Regions from separate parts of the Canis lupus genome. Here region 2 is linked to region 1. The links are chromatin contacts, called in public Hi-C maps. All regions are on one chromosome and are shown on one strand. Each heading gives the region's core, a stretch centred on a gene start, on an enhancer-like site or on the middle of the called end of the contact. The rest is flanking DNA. Distances are from core to core; before and after follow the strand shown. Region 1 holds the start of ARRB2 (beta-arrestin-2). Region 2 holds the start of BCL6B (B-cell CLL/lymphoma 6 member B protein).

Region 1 (4,400 bases), core at 157-2,656:
CCCAGGGTTTCTCCTATTAGGAAGAAAGTCACTGGACTATAGTTTTGGGGTAACTGCCCCGGAGCAGCTGCAGGGTGACCTGCTCTTAGGAGCCTCAGCTGGCCAAGGAGGCAGAGTGTGGGGGTGCCCAGAGGTGCCTAGTGAGGGGGCTGGAAGCAGCAGACGTTCTCTCCATTTCCTGTGGCCCAGAATTAGATGGGGGTGGCAGGAATTATGCCAAGTCAGCAGTACCCCTCTGGTCCATCCATCCTCCTCCCTGAACCACATAACGGAAATTGGGGGCCTCCCTCAACTCAGCAACTTCCCCTTTCTTGGGGGTGTTATAAGCCCTAATCCAGGCCAGCAGTCCTGCCTCTGATCATCTCTTTCTGATATGACTCGACTTGAGGCTCAGAAACCTGGGTTCTCCTATTCTATGGGTGGGGAGCGGTGGGGCTGATAGGATAATGTTTTGCAGAAAAAGAGGCGTCTGGGGACCAGGGCCCAGTTCCTGATGCCTTCTGGATAAAGGCATAGTGCCCCAATCTTTTCCTCCTTTGCTCCTGCTCCCCAGGGACTCAGGCATTCACCCACTATCCCCCTGGGGGTGTTGGCCCACAACAGGAAGTGGATTTTGCTAGAGACCAAAAAAGAGAACTCAGGGTATCAGTGGAAGGAAGGAGCCTCGATTGCACAGAAAACATCCGGGGAGTGGATGGCGTGCCCAGGGCAGATACTGTCTCCCCTCACCTCCGGGAAGAGGGGTAAGGCCCCGAATGGAGGTGGGGGGTCGTCATGCACTCTGCTCCCCCAAGATGAAGCTGTTGCTCCTAGCAACCTGGGGGAAGGCAGAAGTTTGGAAGCAGAGCCACCTGGCCCTTGGGACAGCCCGACCGCCTGTGGGGTATTGGCCAGGAGGCTCTCCCGCAGCTCGGCACGAGTCTAGGGGGGATCCCCTCCCAGCATCCAGCCTTCCCATACCCGACCCCTCGGGGCGGCCACCTGCTCCTCCTTCCTCCGCCCCTGCATCGCAGCCTACACCGGAGAACTCGGTTGTCCGGCCCCCACATCCCTGCGGGAACCCAGACGCCGCTTTCCTGCTCCCCTCCAGCCCTCGCCGTCTGCAAGGGCCCCACATGCGTCCCCCTCATTATCCTCGAGGACCGACGCGCGCGGCCCCAGATGGCTGTCCCCCCGGGGACCCGGCCCCCCCGGTCCTCTCCCCCGGTGTCCTGGTCCCAGGACCGCCCCGGCCCCCGCCCCGCGCCGCCGCCCACGTCCCGCCGCGGGGCCCCACCTCCCTTACCTGGTGCCCGGTTTCTCCCCCATGGTGCGCGCGCCCGCCCGGTTCGCGGCTGCTCGCAGCCTCCCCGCCTGCCGCCGGGTGCCTGCTCCTCCCCGCGCCACTGCGCACGCGCGCCCTCCGCGCTCGCTCCCTCCCCCGCCCCTCGAGCCCCCTCCGAACCGGGGGAACCGGGGCCCGATGCGTCAGCCCAGACCGCGCGCGCCGCGCCGACTGGCTCCGCCCCCGTGCCCGCCCCGCCGCGGCCCCGCCCCGCGCTCCCAAGGGGTCCCTCCGGCGCGCGCGGTCCCCGGTGCCCGCTCTGCCCGCCCATCTCTCCGCCCCTCCACGCCCCCGGCGGGAACCGATTGGGCTCCCCGGAACCGAGGTGCCCGCCCGCCGGGAGGGCGAGGGCCCGGTGATTGGCTCCCTGCGGCCAGGGCGCCTCGGGGGTCCCCTCCCCTTTGTTTGCTTTCTCGGAGGCAGTGGGGGCTACGCGGGCGGTGGAAGCGGAGGAAGGAGCCCCGGCGCGGTGTGGGGAGAAGGATGCGGGGATGCACACGTGGGGGAGGAGCCCCAGCTGCGTGATGCTCGCTCCGGCGCGCGCGCCGCTCACCTCAAGGCTCTCAGCCTCCGTCGGCTCGTCCGTCCGCTTCCTTACTGTGGTGTGTCAGCTCCCTCTGCTGTCTGTCCCACATCTGCAGGGTTGCTTGCCTGTGTTCTCTGACTACCCATCTCTTCCATCTGCTCTCATCACAGCCGGCATCCGTCCATGCACCTATGCTCCCGTCTATGTGTGCATCCGTCCATCTATCCATGCATCCATGCCTATTTCGTGTTAGTCACTGTTCTAGGCGATAGGGACACAGACACGAATTCCCAGGGCCCCTGCTTTCTAGGACACTTTGGGAGACACATAAAACAGGTCTTATGATCCCAAGAACACTAAAGTGGAGGTATAACCCAGAAGGCAAAGCAACTACCAGCGCTTAACTGGGGCAAGGGCGGAGGGAGGGTACGCAGTCCAGAAGAGGAGACATTTGAGGACAATATTTCTAAGGGTGGCCAGAGGTTGAGAAAAGGTATTGCAAAGCCACAGAAAGGCAAGTCGTGTCCTCTTCCGAAGAGTTTGTGGGGTTCCACCGCAGGAGAGGTGAGGTGGAGAGGGGGACTGGAACAGGGTGTGAAGGATTCCGCATAGCAGGTGAAGGGACAAGGTCTTCTGCGGAGCAGGATGTGTGGATCCAGTTAAAGAATGGCACAGTGAGATTTCTCCTTCAGGAGGATAATCCTGGGCAATGTGGACGGTGGAGAGAGTGGGGCAAGGCTGTCGAGGCTAAAACTAAAGAGGAGAAGAGAGGCCAGGCGAAGGAGCCATTTCTAGGGCAGAGTGGATGGGATGGGGAGAGGATGATGGGTGCCTGACATTTCTGGACTTAAGGAGCTAAGGTATTTCTCCTTCTTGCACGTCTTTCCCACCCAAATGAACTAACTTCATATTTATCCCCCCACTGTTCCATTTGCCAAAAAATGACAGTCTCTGGGATAATCTTTAACGTTCAAACAGAGGCAGTTCTGTCACCACCTCTTAAGCTCACCCTTCATCCCTTTCAAGCTTTTGATCATGCATTTCTTTTAGACTCATGAATCACGATGTCAAAGGGTCATGACCAGAAGGTAATGAGATACACCTTGCTACATATCTAATGTGATTTTGGAACCGAAAGGTAGTGATCTGTGTGGCATGAATGCTATGTGTTAAAAGAAGCTAATATAAAGACAATTTTAGGAAGATGTTGAAGAAGGCTAGAAAGAATGAAAGAGGTACACCAAATACTAGGTGGGAAAAACCATCATTATAAAGATGTTTCAGGCGCCTGGGGGCTCAGTTGGTTAAGCATCTGCCTTCGGCTCAGGTCATGATCTCAGAGTCCCGGGATCAAGTCCTACATTGGGCTCCCTAGTCCACGGGGAGCCTGCTTCTCCCTCTCCCTCTGCCTGTTGCTTCCCCTGTGTGCACATTCTCTCTCTCTCCCTGTCAAATAAATAAATAAAATCTTTAAAACAAATTAAGATGTTATTTCTCTGCAAATTGTCTATAATTTTAGCACCATATCAAAGTAGCAATGGGAGGCTGGTCCAAGGTAGTAGGTTATCTCAAGTGATAGTTCACAGTTACAGATCGAACTCCTTTCTACTCTTTCCCCCATCCTCACTACTGCACCTGACTAGTCCTTAAAAATAAATAACAATGGGACTTTTTCGGGGGAGAGGAATTGGATTCTAACCAATCAGAAGAATCAACTTACAAGGATAGCCAGAAAAATTCTGATAAATAAGAATAAAGCAAGCATTTGTCTTAACTGGTAATTTATGTTACACTAATTAAAATTATGTTATTGGTGCGATAATACTAGATAGAGCAGTGAAATAGGGAGTCCAGATATAGACTCACAGGATAGCATTCAAGTCAATGAAGGAAGAATGGCATATTCACTAAACTGGGGTGAGACAGCTGGCTATTCATTTGGGAGAAAAAAGTTGTTTCCATATCTCATGCCTTAAAATAAATTCCAGATGGGTTAAGGATCTAAACGCATGGAATACAACGATAAAAGCATTAGAAAAAAAACAGGAAAATATTTTTATAATCCTGGAGGTTAGGAAAAGCCTCCTAAGACATCAAATGCCAGGGTTTGCACTTTAGAGTATTTACCATGTGCCAAACATTGCTCCGGGCACTTTACAAATATCAATTTACTTAATACAGCCCTATGCATTAAGGTTTTATGATTATCCCCACTTTTTTTTAAGATTTTTTATTTATTTATGAAAGACACAGAGAGAGAGGCAGAGACACAGGCAGAGGGAAAAGCAGGCTCCATGCAGGGAGCCCGACATGGGCCGAAGGTGGCGCTAAACCGCTGAGCCACCCGGGCTGCCCATAAGGAGCCCTCTTAAAGGATGGCAAGAGGGTATCAATCACAGAGAATAAAAGAATAATGTCTCCAGGCAGAAGCAGCAGCGTATGCAAAGGTTCTGCGGTAGGGATGGGCTTGCTGTTGGATAGAAAGAAGGCTATTTTGGCTCAAGGACAGGGAAAAACAAGGAGCCTGAGAGTACATGTCCAGGTCAGAGA
Region 2 (4,968 bases), core at 1,943-4,442, 210 kb after region 1:
ACTCCTCGAAGGGCTAGGGGCCAGGAGGTCAAGCTCATAGCCCCAGTCTTAGGGAAGCAGGAAAGCTCGATTCTCCCCTCCCCCCCCCACCCCCACCCCACCCCCCCCGCTGGTCTCCGTGGTGGTTTAAGGAAAGCCTGGAGGATTGGAATCTGCCATTGCTGTTGCACAGGCAGGTTTTTTTCCTTGGGTTGGGGGGGTGGGCGGTGGGAGGGAGAGAGGGGAGGAGAGCCGAAGGGAGCGGGGACCCAGGCGTGCAGGGCCGGCCCGGCTGACCCCCTCGCCCCTGCGGCCGTGGGGGAGCCCCTCCCCCCACCCACCTCGACCGCATTCCCAGCCCTCTGGCCGCTTTCTGTTTGGGGCTCTGACCCTAGAAACTCTGGGAACATGAATCACCCCCTTACACCCCACCACCACCTCCCCTCGCCCAAGTTCTAACAGCACCACCCTAGTCTGGGGTCTTTCCTTGACAGCTGGGACACCCTATGTCCCCCCCCCTTTCCCGGAAAGTGAGGTGTGCTCCCTTAAGAAATGGGGGTTTGGAGTCTGAAACCACCTTCTTTCCCTCAGATTCATCCAGGCCTCAGAGAAATAAGAGGAGATGTGCTGCCCCCATTACCTTTCCGGATTTCTCCCTTCAAGTCCTTGGGTGTATTTGGGGGTTCAGGCAAGAAAGAGATTTCTTGACTCTGGGGTGAGAGAGAGCTGGCTGTAAGCAAAGGACACCTCAAACCAGCATCATGCTCTGAATTAAGTGAACCCTCGAATCAACTTCGCCTTCATCAAATACACCCAGAGAGTGACAAAACACCCCGAAATAAGGACACCCCAAAACTTTAGTCTCCTACCTTGGTCCCTTGCCTTGTGTCTTTCCCTGGAAAAAGCCTCATGGCTATCTATCTACACATACAGCGGTCTATCCCCCCTCAAAGTAAGTTTCCACAACATTCAAATATGAAGCTTTGCTCTGCCTCAATGACCCACAATCACAGAAGGCCTTCAAACTTGCTCCCAGGTTCCTATTATGTTCTACCTCAAGCTAATTTTTAAAAAACAACAACAAAAAACCCTCCAAATTGAATTTCACGTTCCCCCAAATCTAACCTGAACCTTGAAGCATATATGGCTTCCCAAAACAGACTGCACCCCAAAATCAGCAAGACTATTCTACTTGAAATCAGATTATCCATAGACACCAAAGGCTATGAATTCCCCAAACAAAACCCTCATCCACCTCAAGGACGCCAAGTGGGATGTCCTGATATTCCAAGACGACAGTCTCCAAATTATGGGTGTCAGAATCCCCAAAACTAACAGAGCTGCAAAATCAGCTCCACGCCTCAAACTCACCTCAGGCCTTCTGAATGCAGCCCTCTCCCCCCGCCCCCCCCCCCCAGGGCCCAGAACAATCAAACTAAGTCCACATCCCCTAATAAGCATGCACTCACAACCGACCACATAACACAAAATCAACTCCCTCCTGATAGGAAAGGGAGTCCCCCCAGGTGGACGCCCACCTCCAAACTGAGCAGAGACCGCCCCATTACCCCTTACATGCCAAAGCCACATCACCGTCCTGAATCCCTAGTGATCCGGGATTCCCAGTTCCTCAGAGTTCTTGCCTGCACCCAAATAAAGGTATGCTCAAGTCTGAAGAGGAGGACCCCAGGCCTGGGTGCACAGCTCCATGGGTGATGGGCGGTCATTTCTGGGCGCCTGTGCAAGATGCACAGCCTGGCTTTGCAGCTACACTGATAGCTCTGCACCCTACCCCCCCCCAAACATTGCCACCCCCAACTCTCCCCAGACAAAATATGAGGGTGAGACCCGTGCCTATCTCCCAGATCAGGAACCTAAAATTAGGGTTATCAGCCCCTCCTGCCCTCTCTCCTTGCTTTTACCCGGAGACCTTCCCAGTCTTCTTTCCTTTCTTTTTCCACCCCACCCAACTTTCGGATTAATGTTCACTAAAAATTCAACTCTACCGACCGATTAATAGTGTCTAGCTTAATTAGAAAAAGAAAAGCCTGAGCTCCCAAGGTTCAGACCCCACTCCTTGTCTCCCCTCCGTCTCCCCTCCACCCCCCCTCCCCCAGTTCCCTTGCTCCCGAAGCCCGCTGGATTTCTCACCCCCAGATTAGGAACCCCAGCCTCGGAGGACAGTGTCCTCTGTCGCCTAACTCTCCCTCCCCTCGCCCAACCTTCGTCCCCTCCTAAGGAGGCCGAGGGACAACATGACCCGGCGCAAAGGGGAGGAGGACGAAGGTTTCAGCCGCTCAGACCTAGTGGATCCTGCGCCCCGGTCCGAGTGGACCCCGGCCGGGCGGAGACCGCGAGGCGAGGCTAGAGCTCGTCCGCCCCCTCGTGGAAGGAGTCACACATTGCCAGGGTTCGCCTCCCTGCCGCGCTGGACCCCGGCGCCCCGCCAGCCCCCGAGCGCAGCCGACGGGCGGGGGCCCGAGGCCCTAGTGAGCGGGCACTGGGGGAGGGCGAGCGCCCTTTGGGCGGGAGGCTGGCTCTCTGGATCCCTAAAAGGATTCAGAAGGGAGTCTGGAGCCAGAGTCCCGACGCCCGGGTCTCCTGCGCTTCTCCCGACCCCCACCCCCCACCCGGGGCTTTCCCCACCTCCTCGAGGGGAAGCAGCTGGCGGAGCCGTCCGGTCGCATGACAATGGAAGGAAACGAGCTAGAAATCACATCCGTCCCCTCCAGGTCCCGCCCGATCCGAGCCCCCCTTTTGGTAGGCCCTGCTGCAGGAGCCTGTCATTCACACCGCACCCTCCCGCCATCTGAGCCCCCACGCGAGTCCACCGTGGCCTCCCCAAACCTGGCGTCTCGCTGAGCTCTCCTCTAAGTCCCTCGATACCGTACGTCGGAAGGGGGACTTGTGCTCCATTTACTCTCCAGGTCACAGGCACCCCCTTTCCAAAAGCCAATAACACCGCTTTTCGCTTGCCCCAGGCCCCCTCGACGACCCGGGGTCACCCACATTGTCCAATCTCGATATCCCCAATTCCGGAGTCCCATCCCCGGTCCCACGTTCAGAGGCCCAAGACCCCCGATGTGACGACCACCCGGCGTCCCTGAGGTCCCGCCCTCGGGCCGGAGACCCCGCCCCGGGCTCGCCATCTGGAGAGCGCGGGAGGAAGGAAGGATACAGACCCAGGCGTTCACCCCACCTCCACCCCCGCCCCCGCCATCCCGGCCAGATAAAGGCGCGGAGTCCAACAGGGGAGAGAGACCCCGCCCCCCTGAGAAGAGCAGCCGCAGCCCCTGCAGGACAGGGGTAAGGACCGTGGACTGAGGGAGCCGGGCTCCTGGGTCCCCAAGAAGGGGTTGCTGGTGAGAGGAAGACTGAGATCAGTTATGAGGTTCCAGACGAGGGGGTCCGGGACCAGACAGTAGCGGAATTCGGTGGTTCGGTTGGGGTTTGGAGGGGTGCGGACCGCAGGCCGTCCGAGGTGTCCGGGCAGGTGGCTCACTCGAGATTCGCGCGCCCGGCGAGGCCGAGGGGAGCGGGGTGTTGCACGGGCACCGAGCGCTGCAAACCGAGGGCGCTGCTGGCCGATTGCCTACGCTGGGCGTCGACGCCGCGGCCTGGGAGCGTCCAACTCGCGCCAGGCACCCTGGAGGGGTCTCAGGTGGGGGGGAACTAGCTCCGGGGAGCCCAGCGCATTAAGAATTAGACGGTTCGGGGCGGGTGGGGGGCTCGGCTCCCGCTGCCCTGCAGCAGAGGCGGGGCGAACTGCGGAGGGAAGGCGTCTGAGCCCCGCCTGGGTCCCTGGGCGCCCGCAGGCCTGCGTCGCGATGGGTTCCACCGCCACCCCCGAGGGCGCGCTGGGCTACGTCCGCGAGTTCACTCGCCACTCCTCCGACGTGCTCGGCAACCTGAACGAGCTGCGCCTCCGCGGGATCCTCACTGACGTCACGCTGCTGGTTGGCGGGCAACCCCTTCGAGCTCACAAGGCGGTTCTGATCGCCTGCAGGTTGGAGGGGTAACTCAGGGGGGTGGCGCGGGATCCGAAGGGAGAGGGGTGGAGCCAGAAGGTCTTTGGCAGGGGATCCCAAGCCAAGCCTTCCAGAAGCAGGAGACTGGGGCACCTGGATTGTTGAGCATCTGCCTTTGCCTCAGGTCGTGATCCTGGGGTCCTGGAACGGAGTCCCCCATCAGGCTCCCTGCAGGGAACCTCTTTCTCTGTGTCACTCATGAATAAACAAAATCTTTTAAAAAAATAAATAAATAAAGAGGCCAGAGGAGGTTGAGCCCCTCAGGGGATTGGGGGGGAGGTGGGGCTTTCTACGGTGGCACGTGTCTCCCTGGGTTACCCAGGCCCTAAAGTAGCCTATCTGCCCTCTTTCCAGCGGCTTCTTTTATTCAATTTTCCGAGGCCGTGCTGGAGTGGGGGTGGATGTGCTCTCCCTGCCTGCGGGCCCAGAAGCCGGAGGCTTCGCTCCTCTTCTGGACTTCATGTACACTTCACGCCTGCGCCTCTCTCCAGCCACTGCACCAGCCGTCTTGGCGGCTGCCACCTACTTGCAGATGGAACACGTGGTCCAGGCCTGCCACCGCTTCATCCAGGCCAGGTGAGAGAGCCCCAGCTTCGGAGTCCTCTGTTGGGTGAGGTGGCATCCCAGGTGTCAAGGGCAGAGGCCAATTTTAGGAAAAAGCACTAACATCCATCGCACTTGTCCCAGCTACGAACCTCTGGGCATCTCTCTGCGACCTTTGGAGGCGGAACCCCCCACACCCCCGACAGAACCTCCGCCAGGCAGTCCCAGGCGCTCCGAAGGGCACCCAGATCCACCTACTGAGTCTCGCAGCTGCAGTCAAGGCCCCCCCAGTCCAGGCAGCCCAGACCCCAAGGCCTGCAACTGGAAAAAGTACAAGTTCATCGTGCTAAACTCTCAGGCCTCCCAAGCAGGGAGCCTGGCCGGGGAGAGGAATTCTGGTCAACTCTGCCCCCAAGCC

The links. A called contact is a pair of places that touch in the nucleus more often than the background predicts.
Region 2: a contact with region 1 is called in a Hi-C map of skin fibroblasts, with 4 times the contacts expected there. The contact joins the promoter of BCL6B here to the promoter of ARRB2 in region 1. A contact is called at or near these places in 2 of 9 Hi-C or Micro-C datasets (amygdala and skin fibroblasts).

The regions. Positions count from the first base shown.
Region 1 is chr5:32,044,529-32,048,928 of UU_Cfam_GSD_1.0, forward strand. It overlaps ARRB2 (beta-arrestin-2), which reads right to left and starts at 1,407. Exons shown (of 16, transcript XM_038536584.1): 1 at 1,286-1,407. The coding sequence starts at 1,308.
Region 2 is chr5:32,254,588-32,259,555 of UU_Cfam_GSD_1.0, forward strand. BCL6B (B-cell CLL/lymphoma 6 member B protein) reads left to right here and starts at 3,193. Exons shown (of 9, transcript XM_038536603.1): 1 at 3,193-3,285; 2 at 3,795-3,985; 3 at 4,362-4,583; 4 at 4,695-4,968. The coding sequence starts at 3,807.